Regions from separate parts of the Mus musculus genome. Here all the other regions are linked to region 1. Evidence: chromatin contacts called from public Hi-C and promoter capture Hi-C data. All regions are on one chromosome and are shown on one strand. The core of a region is the stretch at or near the end of the contact, and the rest is flanking DNA. Distances in the headings are between cores, read along the strand shown. Region 1 overlaps Fyn (Fyn proto-oncogene). Region 2 has its middle 17 kb from the start of Gm31562. Region 3 overlaps Traf3ip2 (TRAF3 interacting protein 2). Region 4 has its middle 17 kb from the start of Gm31562.

The links. Hi-C and Micro-C count contacts between places; a contact is called where the count stands out from the background. Capture Hi-C pulls out chosen DNA fragments and counts their contacts.
Region 2: a Hi-C map of uterus shows a contact between it and region 1, with 3 times the contacts expected there. The contact joins two enhancer-like sites. A contact is called at or near these places in 4 of 15 datasets of contacts at CTCF or cohesin (the G1E-ER4 cell line, the NIH/3T3 cell line, large pre-B cells and 1 more), 36 of 484 Hi-C or Micro-C datasets (the AtT-20 cell line, B cells, CD4 T cells and 21 more), 6 of 115 datasets of contacts at active chromatin or transcription factors (bone marrow-derived dendritic cells, bone marrow-derived macrophages, cardiomyocytes and 3 more) and 2 of 9 other capture datasets (adipose tissue and embryonic stem cells).
Region 3: a contact with region 1 is called in a Hi-C map of uterus, with 2.7 times the contacts expected there. The contact joins two enhancer-like sites. A contact is called at or near these places in 2 of 484 Hi-C or Micro-C datasets (both in uterus) and 2 of 9 other capture datasets (liver and pancreatic islet).
Region 4: a contact with region 1 is called in a promoter capture Hi-C map of adipose tissue. The contact joins two enhancer-like sites. A contact is called at or near these places in 2 of 484 Hi-C or Micro-C datasets (B cells and bone marrow-derived macrophages), 5 of 115 datasets of contacts at active chromatin or transcription factors (the NIH/3T3 cell line, bone marrow-derived macrophages, double positive thymocytes and 2 more) and 4 of 9 other capture datasets (adipose tissue, embryonic stem cells, liver and 1 more).

The regions. Positions count from the first base shown.
Region 1 is chr10:39,448,764-39,453,626 of GRCm38.p6, reverse strand. All of the region lies in intron 2 of Fyn (Fyn proto-oncogene), which reads right to left. Among named protein-coding and RNA genes, the nearest start is that of Fyn, 81 kb to the right of the region's middle. Within about 2 kb of position 2,381, at least 54 of the 459 cell types and tissues checked have an H3K27ac peak or open chromatin away from gene starts, as enhancers often do. A contact at or near this core is called in adipose tissue, bone marrow-derived macrophages, palatal mesenchyme and 2 more, where this site is marked.
Region 2 is chr10:39,225,284-39,230,146 of GRCm38.p6, reverse strand. No RefSeq gene overlaps it. Among named protein-coding and RNA genes, the nearest start is that of Gm31562, 17 kb to the left of the region's middle. Within about 2 kb of position 2,331, at least 66 of the 459 cell types and tissues checked have an H3K27ac peak or open chromatin away from gene starts, as enhancers often do. A contact at or near this core is called in adipose tissue, palatal mesenchyme and uterus, where this site is marked.
Region 3 is chr10:39,644,689-39,649,551 of GRCm38.p6, reverse strand. Traf3ip2 (TRAF3 interacting protein 2) reads right to left here. Exons shown (of 9, transcript NM_134000.3): 6 at 3,776-3,844; 7 at 2,587-2,703. The region is part of intron 2 of E130307A14Rik (RIKEN cDNA E130307A14 gene); the gene reads left to right. Among named protein-coding and RNA genes, the nearest start is that of Gm16364, 33 kb to the right of the region's middle. Within about 2 kb of position 2,646, at least 72 of the 459 cell types and tissues checked have an H3K27ac peak or open chromatin away from gene starts, as enhancers often do. A contact at or near this core is called in pancreatic islet and uterus, where this site is marked.
Region 4 is chr10:39,259,318-39,264,180 of GRCm38.p6, reverse strand. No RefSeq gene overlaps it. Among named protein-coding and RNA genes, the nearest start is that of Gm31562, 17 kb to the right of the region's middle. Within about 2 kb of position 2,305, at least 59 of the 459 cell types and tissues checked have an H3K27ac peak or open chromatin away from gene starts, as enhancers often do. A contact at or near this core is called in adipose tissue and bone marrow-derived macrophages, where this site is marked.

The DNA.
Region 1 (4,863 bases), core at 1,132-3,631:
GTAACATAACATAAAAACATTTATGAATCTACTCATATTCTATTCTATACAGAGCTAAATCTATTACATAATAAAGGAAATGCCCCAGTAAAGGAAAATGGAGAGTAGATTCCTGCCTGCTAGACTGGGGCCCTGACCCGTTAACTCCAGCCATGGCCCCAGTCCTTGCAGCCAAGAGTACCAGATTCAGGCCTCTCCTCACTCTCGTTATCTCATCATCTTCCATTGTTTCATTGATCTTCCTAGTTTGGGAGAGTCACATTATTTCTACCTCTTTATTCCTGGTTTACTAATACCCTCCCCTATCACCGGCACAGTAAGGGAAGCAGTCATCAATACTATCTGAATCAATCAGTGATTAAGTACACTGATTGTACAAGCTTGGCTAATATTAATATTAGCTCATCTCTTTGGCAGCATATGAGGTCCTAAAAGTGTAGATGGACATCTCAACATTCTATATTTAGATTATAAATGACCGAAGTTAGGCAACAAAATGTTCTCTTCTTTTTAGAGAGTGGATCTTCATGTGTGCTGATGACTGACAGGGCTCTGGGAACAGGCCAGCTGTTCAAGTATTTACTGACAAGTAACACCCTGGATGCCTACATGGGCATACGTGATAAGTATGGCCCCTGCGTCTCTAGAGCATCAAGTCCAGCAACCTCCCTTAGCTGGTCCAGAGCAGCCAGGAATCTCTCCATCTCCCAGGGTCGTGCATAGTATAGAATGGTGAACCATGTTGGCCAGGCCAGTTAGCAGCACTTGGAAACTAGACCAAGATCCAACTTCCTGTCAATCAAGCAGACCTGACCCTGTGGTGCTGCGGCAGGTCGACTGAAGAACTAGCCCCAGGAGTGATGTCTCTGCATATGAAACCAGAGGTGACAACTTCAGGTAGGTCAACTTAGTATCTGGCTACATCTTTTATTCCAAGCTCTGCGGCATCTATGATGAATCAGGGTCATGGTAGACAGGGTTTGTCCATATCCTTTTTATCCAAGCAGCTTTGTCAAGGGGTGACCGGGTATCTTTTGCCAAAAGCAAACAAAAAACAGGATAGCTATCCCTTTTCAAAGTGAAGAAAGCCTAATGATTTCCTCCAATGAGCATCAGTAACCAGGGCACAGTGACCAACTGTTTGGGCAGAAATTTACCACTGGCAGCATTTTCCACATCTAACATCATGTCAAGTGACTCTCAGGCCATGTGGCAGTGTGTTCTTCCTCTCCAGTAACTCCCAAGGCTGAGCTATTTATCTACTGTAGGAACGAGCGCTGGACCTAGCACATAACTCTTTTATACTACAGCACATTTATCGCCATCTCATTAGGATTTGGATATATGCTTTTAGTTACCAGTAGAAACAACTAACGCATAACAAAGAGTGGTTTGTCTTCTGCATCTTTGTGCAGTCGTGAAGGAGTAATGCTGATTTTGTGGGCACTCCCACACAACAGTGCATAGCCCCCTTTGTACTCTCTGTTTCTAGGGAACACCAAGGCTGTGCATGACATCTGAACACACTATGAACAGGGATGGTTCTCATCAATGCAGGGTTATGCTCAATTTCTTCTTCCTAAGGGAGCCCTCGCATACACTTCCCCAGCCACCGTGCCTTAAGAGCAGGGCAACAGTCCCTGAAGGGGAGCCATCAGGATGGTTTAGGGCTTTGCAGGACACTAGCCCACTGACAGGACCTTTCACAGGAGTTGTCAAACCAAGCTTTCCCAGGTGACTGCTGTGAATACTCTGTGTATACTCAGGGTGGAGACCCCCAGACTCTTGCCAGTGACCGAGTCAACAATAAACTTACAGGTCAACATAAGCCAACGAGACAGAAGAGTTTACTTACTGGGAGCTTCCTGCTCTTCTGGGAGGATCTCTTTTGTCCGGTGTGTGTGTGTGTGTGTGTGTGTGTGTGTGTGTTTGTGTGTGTGTGTGTGTGTGTGTGTGTGTGTGTGTGTGTGTGTGAGTGATATGCCTGGGACGTTCACAGCTCTGCTGCTGTAGCCTGGGGATGCATGCTGCTGGTCCTGGAGCTAGGGAGAGCACAGGGAAGCAAGCTCAGTGTAGATGAGCCCAGCACCTCTGAGTTCCCATGCACTCCTCACTGCTTAGGTCTCCGTGAGTGGAGGAGCTCTCAATCCTGAGTAAGGTTATAAATGAGAGAGAGTGGCAAGGCCCTGGTCACGCCCCTTTCTGAGGAGTCCAACTCTGCAGAGCTTCATTCTGTTCAGGGAACTGACCCAGCAGTGCCCTGGTTACGGTGACCGTCTCGTGTCTGCATTTCCAGAAGCTTCCAACTCAGCTGGACTCAATCTGCTAGCGGATATGCTGAGCACTTCCCAAATTATCTTAACCAGAGTGGCCACTGGTTGCCTTCCTGAGAAGTCACATGGATGTCATTTCCTGTAAAGACAATAGGAGACTAACTGCTCAGCCCCAGCCTCCAATAGGGAAGGTATGTAATTACTGAAGGGTAAATAAGGAAGAGCTTGGGGCTTCTGGATCTGCTCCAATTACTTGTGGGATCCGGTAGGTGGGTGGGTGGGTGGGTGGGTGGGTGGGTGGGTGGGTGGGCTCCCTGGTCTGGAAAAGATCTGAGGGCTGTATCCTCTGCAGGCATTTATACCCTTTCACATGTTGCTGGGTCTCAGTAAAGACCCAGATTTCTGAGGAAAGCAAGCAGACTGGCCATTACACAGAGCCACATGTGGCTTCAGTGTCATTTTGATTCCCATGTAGGAGTTGTGTATAGTTGTGGAGGTCGGGAGTGTCCCACAGACAACTCTGGTGTTTCCTTGCTTGTCAGCCCCATTGGGGAGAGGCCTATGCTGGGATTTACCTGATTCTGTGTCTGTTGTGGTGGCCTGCTGAGAACGAGTCTTCTGTCAGGCAGTGAGACGCTGCTATCTGCCTCCCTCACAGCTTCTGCCGCAGCTGCCCACCTCTCAGACCCTTTCTGCTTTCCCTTCCCTGCCCGCTTCCCTACTTCCAATTTCCCCAGTCCCAGCAGCATCCTGTGCCATCAATTCAAGCTGCCCTGCTGCCATTCTGGCTTGCGCCTCATCCGCTACCTTCAGCTGGAAGGCAGGACCTCTCCTTGGTCACTGCTGTGTCCCAGTGCTTGTGCAGATCCTGGCATGGGACTAAGAGAGTGTCTCACGGGAGCTCCTGCTACTTCCTGTCTCTGGCTTCTCTCCCGCCTTACTGTATATATGAATATTTAGGGCACAGGCTGCTTAGGTCCCAACTACAACCTGTCATCTGGGAAGGATTTATAGCCTAGACCCATACTTCAAAAGTGAGAAATGTTTTACTGTGGCTAAGAAGCTTGTGAGAGGCCTTCTAAGCAGAGGGCAGCAGAGATGGGCATTTTAGCCAGGCTGCTAACCCAGCGCTTTGGCTGCTATGTCAACACTCGTGCACACACGCACAACAGTCTCTCCAGGGAGCCTACTATGCAGTGAGCACTCAAAAATATTTGTTGACTGGCTGAATAAATGACTGGGTCTCAATGAACGTTGCAAGGGGTTGATCAGTTTGTCATATAGTGGAATGCTCTCCAAAAATACCGACAAGGAATGGGGGTTACGAAGCTGCCAGCCAGAAACCAGACTCTGTCCCACACGGTCACTGAGTCACGTCCATCCCGGACTGTTGAATCAATGACACTATTAGAAAGTCCATGACTACCAGGTATGATGACACACACCTGTAATCTCAAAACCTGGGAGGCTAAGGCAGGAGGATTACAAGATGATGCCAGCTTGGGCTACACATTGCTAGACCCTGTCTCAAGATAAAACAAAATCAGTGAATAAAAAACAAAACAAAACAAAACAAAAAACCAACCCAAGTACCTATTATTTATAAGGTTGAACACAAGCAAAGAATAAGGTCTGAGAGAGGTGGTGAGCCCTTCCCTGCCTTCTCCACTCCCCTGTGGCTACTGCTGTCATGTGTAGAGCTGGCATCTTTTGAGCACAGTAACAAGAGATTTAAAACTCAGCCCCAACTCCACCTCCTCAGCACAATATTCTCTGAAGACCTATAGCCAAATGGTCCAAAGATGAGAGCTCTGAGTGGTCCACTGACACACTGAACAAGCACCATACAAACAAAGCTTCACCCACCGCCAGAGCCAGGACGGTTTGCTAGTGAACCATACCCACTCTGAGTGACTGCAGACTTCCCTCCTCCTTTTGGGTGGAGTCGGGGGCTGACTAACAGGGTACTCTGGGAAGGCCTCACTGACCTATGGGCTAGCCCCGCCTGCCAATTCTGCTTTCCCTCCAGAAAGCTATATGGCCTCAAGCAAGGCTGTGGTTTTATGATTTGCTGGAGTAGAAGCAAACAGCAAAGGGAGGAGGGGGAGGAAGGGGAGGAAGGGGAGGAAGGGGAAGAGGAAGATGAAGATGAGGAAGACAGAGTGGAGAACAGCATAGGAGGTACTAGGCCAGCAGGAAGGAAGTACTGACCAAACACAGACTAAGGGAATGTCAAAGTCAAACTTCAAAAGCTGGCTGCTCCTTTTATTTTGAGCACTAGGAAGACACTGCAGAGGCTCACTTGTGTGCAAGGAAAGCACGGGCAGGGCAGAGGTTCACTGTGTGCAAGGCATCCCAGAACCAGCCAAGAGTTCATTCTTGGCTCCTAAGAGGCTAAGTGTAGATTCCTGAGATTGTGGCTCTGAAATTAGATTGGGGGCTCATGGGCACTGAGGCATGGACTGTAGGCAAATGGGTAGCTGAGCCTAGGGGGTGCAATTGCCACCACCAAAGCAACGTCCCAGCAATACCATTACCAACATAAGTTCATATCTTTATTATTACTACAATGAAACCTATAAATCAAGGG
Region 2 (4,863 bases), core at 1,082-3,581, 220 kb after region 1:
GGACAGCAAACTCACTTTTTTTTCTTCTTCCTATTACAAAAGGATTCAGAGATCTGACTGTCATTGTGAAGTACAGACAATAAGCTAGCTAGGTGGGACCTCGAATTGAAATTAACCATTTCTACCATGCCTGGGCCTGGATCTCTCTGTCCCAGTCTGACCTCAAACTCAGGAATCTGTCTGCCTTTGTAAACATAAAAAATTTAGCTGGGTAGGGTCTCCTGCCATTACCACTCCCTAAATCTTTTTATCTCCTTCCTTAGTATCTTTCTGATGAGTTGACTCGAAGCACAGCTGTTTTGTTCCTTTAGATTCTCGAAACCCCTCATTTAATTCATATTGCATCCTTATATTTTGCATAGTTGAGAAAGTATATATTTTTAAATTCATGGTTTTAGAGTTCTTTTCCATGGCTTGCAGGACTGTCCAGAAAGTCCTAGTGTTTGCCATTTTGCTGAGCCATAGCCACACAGCACTCCTGGACATCTGCTGTGCATGGAGTCACTAACATTAGCAGGGAGGACATGCCTGGAGGGAGGAACAAGAAAATATGTACATTATTATAAGAGCAAGCCTTATGCCCACCACAGCCATTGACACTCATGGAGGCCCATGCCTTGTTGGCCCTGTCCTAGGGACAAGAACCACGTCATTCCACCCCCACTAAGGGCACAGGATTCTGTCTATTTTGTGTACACACATGGGGGGGGGCAAGGGGGAGAGGAATTATTTTAATGAAACAGTTGTTGTGGTTATTTTAATGATAGGAACCTAACAGTGCAAATCTGTTGGGCAGATAGCAAGCTGGAAACCCAGGCGGGGTCTGACCGGATGAACTCCGCCCAAAATTATTGTTGTAAGCCTTCACCTTCAATGGCCTTTCTCCCTTCCCAAGTTTAACAGGTCTACACATTAACCTTCAAAGAAACACTTAGATTAGTATCCAAGTAAATAGCAGTGGTATAATCTACTAGAGTTGACATAGCCGACTATCACTATGCAATTTCTAGTGGAGTCGTACAGAGTACAAACAAGTTCTGGTGTGTCTGAAGGCAGCTACAGTGTACTCATATAAATGAAATAAATCTTAAAAAAAAAACCACAAGAGAGAGAGGGAGGGAGAAGGGGGAGAGAGAGAGAAGAAGAAGGAGGAGGAGGAGGAGGAGGAGGAGGAGGAGGAGGAGGAGGAGGAGAAGAAGAAGAAGAAGAAGAAGAAGAAGAAGAAGAAGAAGAAGAAGAAGAAGAAGAAGAAGAAGAAGAAGAAGAAGAAGAAGATTGTCACTGGTACAAGGCTCTGGAAATGTTTGCATATAAAGACTGGGACAGGGGTGGGGGTGGAGGTGGCGTGGTAGAGAGGAAAGAGGGCTTGAAAATCCTAAGTCACTGTTGTATGTGGCTGAACTGAGATAAATTTTAAGGGGCTCAAAATTAGAAAAGAAGTTTGCTGTTGCTCAGACAATAGACAAGAACTAATACTACAGTCTGGAACTGTGAGAATGAAGTCAAAAGCGACCTAATAAGGCTAAGTAGATACTCCAGTGGCAGAGAGACAGTTCTTGACAGATTTTTTTTTTCCTCAGATGATAAAAGAATAATTTTTGTCTGGAAGTTGGTTGATTAAAAAAAAAAAAAGGTGGGGGAGATAAAACCCTTTTAGGAAATAAAGACACACACAAACACACACACAGAGTCATGTGTTTGGAAAACAAAACAGCTTACAGCAGATATGCAGATATTGCTGCAAAACAATTGGAATTAGCATTGCTGAGACATTCCCAAGCCTGAGGAGTCTCCCCATTAGCCTTCTGTGCATCTAGGCAAGGAGGCATCATTACACAAATTACAAGCCTGGAGAAGGGGCTTTTCACGGGGTGAACTTGCGAGAACAGTTAAACCAAAAGCAATTTTGCCTGACTGCAATTTACTCTATTCCCTCCGCTGCCGTTGAAGATATTTATGCTTGAGCAGAATTCTCACTCCCAATCTGATTTCTCCTTTTTCTCAATCCAGCCATGAAGTCATCCAGTTCTCTGTTTGGGACAATATGATTTGCTGCCATGGAAACAATTAAGATATCATAAATTTATCTTGCCCCTCGAGATCAAAGAGGAAAAGCAATAATACTAACATTTTTTTGCAGTTCAATAATGCCGTTCACCCAGCATCTCTGCTTAGTAAAGAGCATCGATCCGCAGATGGAGAAAAATGAAGGGGCACGCACGCTCCCGCTGGCTCATAGACAGGGTCGAGGATGTCCAGAGAGTTCCAATCCCCACCCAGCGCGGCTGTTCAGGAGTCAGCTCTCAGTTTCTATCTTTGTGAATGACAATGAAGAGCTGGCCCGGCTCAGCGCCAGCACTTCACCAGCTGTTCTTCATTACAAGAGTATTTGGTGGAACCTGGTTTGATAAAAACAGACAAACAAAAGCCCTTGGCGACTGTCACAGGGTGAAAATATTTATAGAGGGGAGGAAAAGAGGTCTGGTTGGAGAGCATTAACGCGCAGGCTTTCCTGCCCAGCTCGCTCCTCCAGTGCCCCTCCAAGTTCATTCTCTGGGCTCCCAGCCATGGGCCAATCGCTCTAGAAGCTAATGGCCCTTACTTAATGAGCCTCTCACTTGTACAGACCCTTCCCCCCAGGATCTAGGAGAGACCTTAGTGATGTGTTCATTTGAATAGAATAAAAATATTATTTTTTTTGTACTCTAGTTTCCTCTTGTGTTAAAGGATTCTGGAGCTTTGAGGGGAGCCTGCTGTGGGAAGATGAGTTAGGGAGGAATTTGGGTTAGGTAGTGTATTAAACTTAAATTATTTTCAGTTGTTTCTCAGTGTTAGTGGCTCTCAGGAATATTGTTAATGCCCACTACCTGCTGACTCCTCACTCCGTGAGTGGTGAGAAATTTGAGTGTGCCTTGGGTAGGAGTCATTGGAACAAGACACTGCAAGCTTTCCTTGTGAGTGGGATGTACAGGGTGCAATAATGCGTCTTTTACTTTGAGGCAGATGGATGCCTTAGCTCTTCCTGGACCACACTGACCACCTACAGCTGATTATGATGAGAAAGCTCCTAAATCTCCACTGAGTTTGTTTCCTGTCTTAGTACCCTTGGCCTTGGACTTAAGTATGAGGTACAGTTTCGGGGGCTTCTCTATGCCCATGGCTACTGCCCAAGAAGCCAGTTTGCACCTATAGGTGCCTAGTTTACATCTGAAGTCAATTTAATATCCATTGATTCAATGGCTCCCCTCTGAGTGACACTGGTATAACACAGATCACCTTCATTATTAGCTGCAGTTCTTGTTCCCTTGCTCTAACAAGAGGCTAATGATGATGCTTTGATGATGCAGTTAGTTCAAAGACTGGCAGCTGTGACTGGGTAGCCACCTTTGCCCCAGTGACGGTGTGCACTTTCTACAATGTCACATGTGCTTTCTCTTAAGGACTCAGCTTCTCTTTCAGTCAAGTTTCCATGTCGACAAACTGGCTCATGCCTAGAAATTTGGCAAGGACATTTGGTTGTAATTTATTTTTGTTAACAACTGTGATGGCAGATTTTGGTTGTCAACTTGACTGCATCTGGAATTAATTAAAACTTAAATGACTGGGCACACCTGTGAGAGACTTGTTTGTTAGAAGACCCTTTTCTGATGCAGATCTTTGGGGTGAGAAGATGTACTTTACTCAGGACCACAGCTTCTGCTGGTAGTCTATACAAAGGACATGGAAGAAGAAAGCTTGCTCTGTTTGCTTACATGCTTTCACACTCTCTGGCAAGTCCATTCCTTCCCTGGCATTACAGCATACTTCTTCAGGATTCTGGCGTATACTAAAGACCAGCTGAGACATCCAAGCCTCATGGACTGGACAACTACTAAATCTTGGACCTTACATATCAGTGTAAGATGGCCATTGTTGGACTAGCTGGACCACAGGCTGTAAACCATTCTAATAAATCTCCCTTATATATAATATAAAAATAATAAATATATATTTGTTCTATAAGCTTTGTTCCTCTAGAGAACCCTTATATACCATCTGAGTAGCATCCTTGCTGGACAGCCATATTTTAGCCTAGGGAAACTATTTGTTAATAGTGGAGAGCGTTTCCTTTGAGAGGGCTCATAATAATCCAGTAATCCAAAATCTTTCTCTAGGACTAGATAACTTCGCAGGTAAATTCAGCCACAGGTATCTCTTGGGAATTGCCCTTGTAGATCCCATCCTAACATTTCCCCTAAGCAGCAAGACACAAGCTCTGGAGACAGACAGTAGAGGCTCTACCACATACTATCTAGGCACCATTTAACAAGTTACTTAATATCTTTGGGACTCATTTTTTTTTTTAAAGCTGCAATCTGGGTATAGTCCAGTACTCCTTTGGCAGTTGTAATGAGTTCAGGTATATAAAGCATTTATAATAATGCCAGTACACTTTGGCATCATTACCTGTGATGGTTTGTATATGTTGACCTAGGAAGTGGCACTATTAGGAGGTGTAGCCTTGTTGGAATAGGTGTGTCACTGTGGGTGTGGGCTTTAAGACCCTCCTCCTAGCTGCCTGGAAGCCAGAATTTTCCTAGCAGCCTCCAGATGAAGATGTAGAACTCTCAACTCCTCCTGCACCATGCCTGCCTGGTCACTGCCATTCTCCCACCTTGATGATAATGGACTGAACCTCTGAACCTGTAAGCCAGCCCCAATTAAGTATCCTGGTAAGAGTTGCCTTGGTTGTGGTATCTGTTCACAACACTAAAACCCTAAGACAGAAGTTGGTAGCTAAACATATACAAACCATCACATTACCTAAGTCTCTGTTATCCTGGTGCTTTCCTTCAGCCAGCTCCCACTCAGCTTCACCCAGTT
Region 3 (4,863 bases), core at 1,397-3,896, 200 kb before region 1:
CTATCGATCTAGTGAGCAGGCAGGAAGGAAAATTGCTAACCAGAGGACAGACAGCAGAAGAGTGTGATGCTCAGGGGCTATCTGTTCTGCTTCTGGGAGCCTGGAGGACAGTAACAGGAGAGGGATCCCTGGGCATGAAGAAGGTTCTGGTCGGGTAGACAAAGGTGGGGGAAAGCGAGGGCAGAGGGCACGCAAGCCTGGAGGAGGTGTGTTGTTCTGACTGCAGCCATCTAGCAATTCACTTCTGGGGCACAGTAGGCCTGACAGAGGAGGCTAGGAGGTTAACCATGAGGAGCCCACTCTGTCAGGCCTGAGGTTCCCTCACCAGATCAGTCAGACTCTGCTCACCCAAGAGGATTTACCTACAAGAACTCAAACAAAATCAGAATTTTTCAATACTGAGAGAGTTAAAGTTTTCCAGATTCCCAAGGCCAGCACAGAGCTTTTAGCCATCTGATGCCAAAGATAAGAGCAAGGCATTATGTACCCTGAACAGTGTCATCCTCCGATTGATTTTCAGAGCAGAACCTTTTGTTGTGCATGAAAATAAAACTGAGAAGTGAATGTGGAGGCGCCGACAACCTCACTCTCACAGTGCGGATCTGCCACCCGGGTCTTCTCAGAGCCAGCTCCCTTCCAAACAGAAGACAACACCAAAAGCATACACCACATACTCAGTTCAAGTACCAGCCATGCCATCTCGAAGAAAGCGCCTGCAGTCAGGGGCTGAGTTACAGTAGAGGGAGGGTTCATTCCAGCTTCAAGGGCAGTGTGGGCTACTTGGTCTGTCCACTAGGCTCCTGCTCTGTCAAAGACAAGCCCTCAGCAGTATACTTTTGTTGTCTCTCATAATTTCTTTCAGAGACTGGCTTTCTAATGGCATCATTTGATTTGTGTAGTAACTACTCAGATGCCTAGAGGAGGCAAGGAAGTCGGCCTATCAATGGGGAGATACTGATGGCGCATCCAGTCCCTTCTGTGACGAGGAGAAGCCAAAGACATTAGGGCCAAGAAACCAAATTTGGAGACCACATGGCTATAGCTGGCACAGTCATTGGGTTGAACTGTGTGTATTACTGGCTGGCTTTTCAATATACTAGCACAACTAAACAGGTTTGTCCAGGAACTGGTAGGGACCTGGAGTCCTTCCCAAGTACCAACTGCTGGTTCCTGGGACTGGCAGGTTCTTAGAGATGTAGACAGAATGTCAGTATTCTGGGAATGTGCAGACATGATACAGACAGCTAAGGGATAGAAATATCCAGTCAGTCATGACCTTCATGGATCAGTTTATTTCTAAGAATACTATTTTTCAGACTCCACAGGCTGGCACTGGGTAAGACTGGATATGAGGCAGACTTAGCTCCTGACCCTTAGCCAGACCCTTGAATTTTACCACCTTACCTTAGCTTCCACTTTGGGTTGTAAACTCAAACAAGTGGTTCACACTGACAGAGATCCTAAAGACTCAGATGATAAGGGTGCTGCTTACACACCTTCCCTGCCCTCTACCCACAGGGTGGATGGTGGTCAACTTTTCTTTCCCCTGGGGAAAAGGTGGCCTGAGGCTACTGACTGTGTCCTGCCCTATGCTGCTTACTTAGTCCTTGCAGTGAGGTGTGATGATCCCCGATCTCCGTGCAGGATGAGACTGAAACTGGGTTGTGAGTTCAAGTCCAGTGACTTCCCTGCTCTTTCTCTAATGTCAGAATCCTTGGTAAAAAACAAGCCAGAGAAACCAGGGCCACTCTTGCCTTCAGACACACAGTTCCCACAGGACAGTGTGAAAGTCACAGGTCTAGTCTGGCTTCCTAGTTAAATAGAAATGGTCTCTAACGTATCTCTAAATCTACAAAGGACAAGATGGCAAGCAGTCCATAAAACAGCTAGCTCTGAAGCTGGGTAATATTTCCTCCAAGTTGTTGAGCAAGTTTGATTCCTTCTAAATTCTCCCATGGTTTAAGTGTAACCAAGCCCCACGGCACAGGTTAGGGAGTAGAATGTTCCCCACCTATCACAAAAGAACAAATATCTCTTTGGTTAAGTGTTTTCTTGTGCCAAATGCTTTGAATATCACTTCACTTATCTTCACAGCACCGTGTATAGTGATGATCCATTTTGTGAACAGGGTTGCAGAAGGGCAGGATTTAAGAACTTGGGCCATGGCCACATAGCCTGTGCTTAGGAGGCTAATGTGACACATGCTTTTTTGGCATGACAGAAGTGTCCTTCCCAATTTTCACTTGCCTCTCTGAAAAAGGGAGGAACAGAATGTAACAGCTACAATGCCCAGCCCACTCCACCACTCTAGCCTCCTAAAACTTCACACTTGTTGGTAAATAGCCAAGCAAACAAAGCTCTACTTCCTAGAACTTTGACTGATACCTCTAAGTTACTGGCAGGACCAGTTTGAGTACTGGGTGGAGGAGTGATGCTGCTTCATAGGTCTCAAGGTTCAAAATATCCTGAGCCATAGAAATAACTGTGGCATCCCCAAACATCCCAGTACCTTGAATGAAGAAACAACCCCCCTAGAGAGGGTGCCTGCCCCAGAGGAAGAGCCAGGCGCTGTGGTCCCTCACTCACCATCCGATGAATGTACTTAGTATGTAAGCCATGCTCGTCCTCGTCCAGCTGCGACTCAGCGCCTTCCACATCCTGTTTGTATTTGGGGCTGATTGCTACGATTATCATCACTGTCTTCTGTAATGAGAAGGAGGAAAGCATGTTTATGGAAGCAGGAAGCATGGTTCGTTTGGTGAAGGCCAGCTGGAAACTGGCCAGCAGGACCATACGCGGTCCCTGACCTGCTGGCCAGTACACGACCAGTCCCTCTGTGAAAGCAAAAGGCATCAGCGCCGCCCAACCCCCACAGGCCTGCTGTCACCTCTACCCCTCCCCACTGCCTCTGCGCCCAGCACCCACAAACATGCAGAACAAATGGTTCTGAGAGGAATTCTCCTGCCGTCCACAACCTTCTCTAATAAACATCTGATGAAATCTGAAATCACTGACTCTGCATGGAGGCAGAAAGACATCACCACTGCACGGAAAAGCACCCTTCTTCCCTGCAGCCTGATGTGAGCTGTCAGTCACCATGCACCTCCACTGCCCTGCTTCACCTGTGCACATCAGCACAGTCAGTAGGAGCAGACCCTTCAACACACAGCAAACGCCGGGCTGCAGGCAAAAGGAAGGCAGCAAAACCCAGCCTGCTGAGACTCCCACCCCACCCACTCCTGCCCAAAGAAGTACCCAGACACAGACATGCTGGCAGCAATCAATTTCTATCTTGTTAAAGCACAGAGTGTCCCAGTGGCTAGTATAGATTCTGTCTGTGGAAAACGAATCACAGGGCTGCAAGTGGGTGCCCTGGGGTAGCATGCTGCTTAGCTTTCAAAGCTGCCCAGAAACCTCTCAAGCCCAGTCCTACAAAATGCTTGGAATGGCCTCCAATTCAGCTGGGTTCTGCTGCACCCTCCCACCCCCCGCTATCATTTCCTCCTTTCCTATTCTGCTCTAGAAATTGTTTGTGCTGATTGTTATCAACCACCTGTGTCTGGTTTGACCATTATTTCCTGCCTCTGCATGTCCAGGAGGGTGACCCCATCCTTCCTTTCCAAGTTTTTGCATAGCTTCTAACAAGAGAGGCTTTGTCCAGGCTTCCTCAGACTCAGACTTGGGGAGAGTATCAGTGTTTCTACTATGAAATATCTTCACAAGCTAATTGTTTTTCTCACCAGCACACATCCTCAGATTTTTGGAACATACTTACATCTCGAAGATAGCGCTCCATCCATTTAATGATATCAATACCCCGGATTCTATCCTCAAATATGTCAATCTACAAGAAAAGGATGCGCAAAAGAGCTCTTAATGAGAGCTTTCTCCGAGTGCAGACCTCAAGAAAACACAAGATCCTACATACATGTGCAACCCTAAAAGTAGTGCTCTCAATAAGGAGGAACACGTGAGACCAAACAGAGAAGCAAAGAGGTTCGTGAAATATGCTCACTTCAGTGTTCATAGATATTTAAGTATATAATATCCATAGCTAGAATATAGTGTTTCATTTCAAAATGTGTCTGCAGCTACACAGTAATTATATGTTCAGAAATCTAAAAGACACAGTATATCACAAAGTTAAAAATAGTACAGTTATGTATCTGCAACTTGAAACATTTAAAGGCAGATTCTGTGACTTTAGTGAATATTTTGTGTACAAATGCTGAGATACAACTGTGGTGTTGGGTCATGATGATAGGATTATGTCAATTATACATCTCTACAGGATTGGATGAAAGTTGGGCGAAATCCAAGGAATCATCACAAAAACAATCACTGAGCTGGTAGAGAGGGGCTAAGGATGAAAGTCAAGAACTCTGGGACTCTGATAAGACTCAGAGTAGTCTTCTCTCCTGGAAGTGTGTGTGTGTGTGTGTGTGTGTGTGTGTGTGTGTGTGTATGCCTGTGTGTCTGTGTGTCTGTGTGTGTGTGTGTGTGTGTGTGTGTGTATGCCTGTGTGTGGTGTATATATCTGTGTGTGTGTGTGTGTGTGTGTGTGTGTGTGTGTGCCTGTGTGTGGTGTATATATCTGTGTGTGTGTGTGTGTGTGTGTGTGTGTATGCCTGTGTGTGTGTGTGTGTGTGTGTGTGTGTATGCCTGTGTGTGGTGTATATATCTGTGTGTGTGTGTCTGTGTGTCTGTGGTGTATGTATCTGTGTGTGTGCATGTATGTGTCTCTGTATGCATGTGTGTAGTGTGTGCACATGTATGTGGTATTTCTATTTGTGTGTGTGCGTGTGTGTGTGTGTGTGTGTGTGTGTGTGTGTGTGTGTGTGATGTATATAAGGCACTTCTGGC
Region 4 (4,863 bases), core at 1,056-3,555, 190 kb after region 1:
GATCTTGTCTTTGCCCTGTTGTTCAACACTGGCTCATTCATTAGCTTTCAGAAGAATATCCAAATATGGCACGTTGTAGACTGAAAGCAAAGCAATGCTGAACCAATCTGTACACCATGGTTTTCTGTCTGGGGTCATGGGAAAGAGGCATCCATGTTTAAACCGCAGTTGGTGGTTTGTTTTTAACGATGTGGTAGTGACAACTGAGTTGGACGTCTCAGTGGGTACACTGCTTTAGCTAGGAATGGTAAGGCTAACAGCTTACAGTCCTCAGTAGTTGGGGTTTTATTGTTTGTAATCATTGGACACGAAGACCTTGTATCTGATAGGTGGGTTTTTGCATAAGAATGTATGCCCTCAGAACAGGGCTGTCTTTTTAATACTGTGTTTCTATGGCTTAGGAAATTGCCTGATGCAAAATGGGTACCCATGTATAGTCAAGGGATGACTAATAGCACAGTTCGAATGCAGGATGGAGCAGCCCATACCACCTCGTGATGGAGGAGAAGGACAATGAAGCTTACTTCTCCTAACTTCATTTGCTCAAAGGCAAAGCACACACAGAACAAGGAGGAGGCCACCTTTCCAGGGCTCAGCCTCTGTCACTGTTTGCCCAGGTAAAGAGCCTTTCTGTGGGTTCTAAGTTTGTCCTGCTCCTAATTAGGTTCCACTTTGGAACTTCTCCATGACACTTCAGGGAGCTCAGTATCTGTTTCTCCACCAGTGAGTGTGTCCCATAAAAAGAAGCAGCTCAGGTCTTGGGGACACAGAGTCTGGGCAGGATGTGTTCCAACTGCTGCAGCATTTCTCCACATGGCTGGATTTTTTTTCCTCAGAAACAAAAGGTCCTGTAATCTGAACCTTGCAACAGCAGTAATTTATGCTTTTATGTGAGAGCTTGGTGAATTTAGGGTAGCCCGTGTGTAACAACCGGGTTATTGGGAATCACAGTTACACGATATTTTAACCATCTATTTTTATTATTCTTATATTTAGGTGTGTGTGTGTGTGATGGTATGTGCATGTGCAGGTACCCCACATTTCTAGGAGAGGGTGTTGGATCTATTGAAACTGGAGTTACCTGCTATTGTGGGCTGCCTGACATGATGGGTGCTAGAAACCAAACTTGAGTTATCTCCCATAGTTGTAAGTTCTCTTAATTGCTGAGCCATTCCTCCAGACTCACTTACATGCTAGTTTAGAAGCAACTTTGCCTTCCAGTGGGGAAGGAGAGGAGGATGGCCTGAGACAGCAGAAAGAGAATAATCTGGGTTCAGAGTCAGTTTGAACCAAGACTGAGCTCCGCAGCCTATGACTCCCATTCGGCTTTGCTCTCTTTACCTGTGGGATCAGATGCCAGCTCTGTGCAGACAGAAATGTTGAAAGGATCTGCATTTTTGAAATGCTGGATGCTGTTTTCTTTAGCTGCAGCAGCAACTGCTGTCTGTGACTTTCCTCTGGACTGTAAGGAATGTTGGTATGATAATCACAGGAAAGACCCTCTGCCGCTGGAACCACGGTGCTGCTCAGTCTTTCAATTTGACGTCCATGGCGGCCACCAGGGAATCCACGAAGGCTCATAAAACTTTACCCACACTGTCTTCAGTCACAGTGGAGGGGAGAAATAGAAAGAGAGGAGTGGGAAGGGTAAAAGTCAATTTCGAGCTTTGTGTACTGTGGGTCCTGTGGACTTATACACAATTCTCTCTCTCTCTCTCTCTCTCTCTCTCTCTCTGTGTGTGTGTGTGTGTGTGTGTGTGTGTGTGTTTATGAGAGAGAGAGAGAGAGAGATTTTGTTTTCAGAAGCTTGTTTCTTGGGGTACCTCAGAACAACATGGCTAGATTGTCCAAGGAATAAAAATCATTAATAGAGCTGTCTTCTGGGTTCCCCTCCAAACCACTGTCTGTATGCTCTGGGGAAAAGGCTCCAGCTTATTCACTAATTGTGTTATCTTTCCACAAGATATTCATTGTTTTGAAAATAGGAGAAAACCTCAACAGCTCTGAAGCATATAATTATGCTTTCTCATTACCCAACAGGAATGTTCCCTAGCGCTGTGATGATGCACTTGAGGATGATTTGGGGGGCGGGAGAGAGCTCAGGGGGCAGAGCTGGAGGCAGTGAGCAGAGCAGCTGGCCCCCATCCCTCTATTCTGTCATGTTCACTTTTTTCTGCCTAAGGGTTCTCACACATTGGTAGCTTTTCCACAAATCAACAGCCTCGGCAGGCAGTGTTCTGGTGCATTCCCAGGCCTCCTGTCACCCCCTCTCCCTGGTGATCAGTGTAATAAGTGATTTCAGAGTATTAAAGTGAATTCCACTACCGCTGAATCATATACAGACCCAAGGCCAAGCGATGACATCAGGAACATATGTGTTATTCTGAAGGAAAAACTTGGCTTTGGAAATGAGAACAAGATCTCCAGTGGGGAAGCCAGGGATACAAAGGCTAGGGGAAAACACAAAGAGGAAGAGTCCTCTATGGCTTTACCTCCATTGAAGTAGTTGCCTAAAAGGACTGCTGCCCTGAGACATTTGTGCAGTGCTGAAGCAGGTCTAGGAAGCTAGGATGTGTGTCCTGCACCAACAAGGCAGAAATGGTGAGAGGGATACTCTACTGGCTGTAATTCTTGATAACTATGATTTTATAAGCCTGGAATTTTTCAAGCAAGCTTTATTTTCATTCAGAGTGGTATCTGTGAAGTATTAATTCATTAATCACACAAGCCTGTCCCCATGTTGACCAAATGCAGAAGAAGATGCATTCAAGATCTGTGTTTATCTAAGCACATTGCGACATTGGGATGTGGTCATTTCTCCTTGTATTCTTTGGAAGCCACGGGACAAATTCTGATCACTTCCTAATTTGACATCATGCTTGAGCTTTATATAGTCCTTCTTGTTTCCATAGCAATGAAATCACTAAGCAGTATAAGGAGCCTGTGGAACAATATAGGAAACAAGACGGAAACTGAGTAGAAGAAATGACAGAAGTTAAGGTCAAAATTTCTTGTGCTCTAGAAATTTTTTATTACAGTTTTATTTATCTCAATAGATTAAGCCAAACCTCCTTGGTGCCACTAGGTATAAATTGTGTTTGTTTTCTCAGATCCTCTCAGGATTCAGGGTTATCTTACTGCAATCTTCAGTCCTGCAGATGCCTGCTGTGCTAATCTGCACAGGCATGAGTATGTGCGTACACATGCTGAGTCCATGCTCCAGTGTGTGCACACGCATGCTGGATCCATGTTCCAGTGTGTGCACATGCATGTTGGATCCAAGCTCCAGTGTGTGCACACACATGCTGGATCCATGTTCCAGTGTGTGCACATGCATGCTGACAATCTGTGCTCTCTTGTTTTAAGTCTGTCCTCCTCATCTTTCCAAATGGCCTTATTTCCTCGGATGCACTCACACTAGGATAAGCGTAACTCTCATGTGAGTAGGTAGTAATGGAATACTGGACAACATACTCATTCACCTAGCCACGCATTTGTTAGAAGTCTAGGCTTTGAGCAAGCATCCTGCGTGACAGACAAGAAGCACAATAGACACAGAGGCATAATTAGGTGGATGCAGTCATTGTTATGTGTTTTTTTTTTTTATGAGGAGCTCAGTGTGAAACCTTCCAGGCCCCCTGGGACTAATAGCTCCCCTTTTGTACATTCTTAGTCCTTGGGATGCTTGATTGACAACTGAAGTGTTTGGCCCTTCACCTATTAACTTCCATTGATGAGAAAATGTATGCCACAAGTCTAGTTTTTCCACTAGCTAGACAGACAAGGCGAATACAAGTGCAACATAACAGCAGCACTTCAGCTTTCGAAGGATGAGATGGATAGGCTTGTATGAGCATCTCCACAACTGCAGGGGTGGGTCCCTTGCTGCAACTGGGCTGCACTTTCACCAATAGCCTGCCATAGGCTCTCTTCCTGGTGCCAAGCCTCAACTTCTTTTCGTGATTCCTTTAATCTTGGGCCTTCAATGGCCATTGAGACTGCAACCTCACAAATGGCCAATCCTAGTGTCTCGCAGTGCCACGCCCAGCTGCTCATCAAATGGTGACTTCAGCAGAGGAGTTCAATAATCAGGTAGATAGGACGACCTGTTCTGTGGACAGTCAGCCTCTTTCCCCAGCCATCCTGGTTATTGCTCAATGGGCATGTGGACAAAGTGGCCATGGGGGCAGAGATGGAGGTTTATGTAAGGGCTCAACAACACAGACTTCCATACACCAAGGCTGACCTGGCTACCAGTGGCACCACTCCCCAGGTTGACTACGCAGCATCCTGGACCACTTCCTCTGTGGAAAGGACAATGTTTTGTTCTTGCTGGAGTAGATACTTATTCTGATTATGGATTTGCCTTTTCTGCACGTAATGCTTCTGCCAAAACCACCATCCACGGACTCACAGAATGCCTTATGCACCATCATGGTATTCCACACAGTATTGCTTCTGACCAAGGAGCTCATTTCACACCAGAGAAGTCCAACAGTGGGCCCATGATCATGGACTTCACTGGTCTTACCATGTCCCCATCATCCTGAAGCTGCTGACCTGATAGAAAGATGGAATGGCCTTTTGAAGATACAGTTACAGCGTCAATTAGGTGGCAGCAGCATGGAGGGCTGAGGCAGAGTTCTTCAGAAGGCAGAATATGCTTTGAATCAGCGTCTGATATATGGTACAGTTTCTCCCATAGCCAGAATCCACAGGTCCAGGGATCTGGGGGTGGCGGGAGCGGGGTGAGGGGGAGAAGGGAATAGTTCCACTCACTGTCACCCTGGTGACCCTCTAGGAAAGTTTCTGCTTCCTGTTCCCATAGCCCTAAGTTCTTTTGGCCAGGAAGTTTTGGTTCCA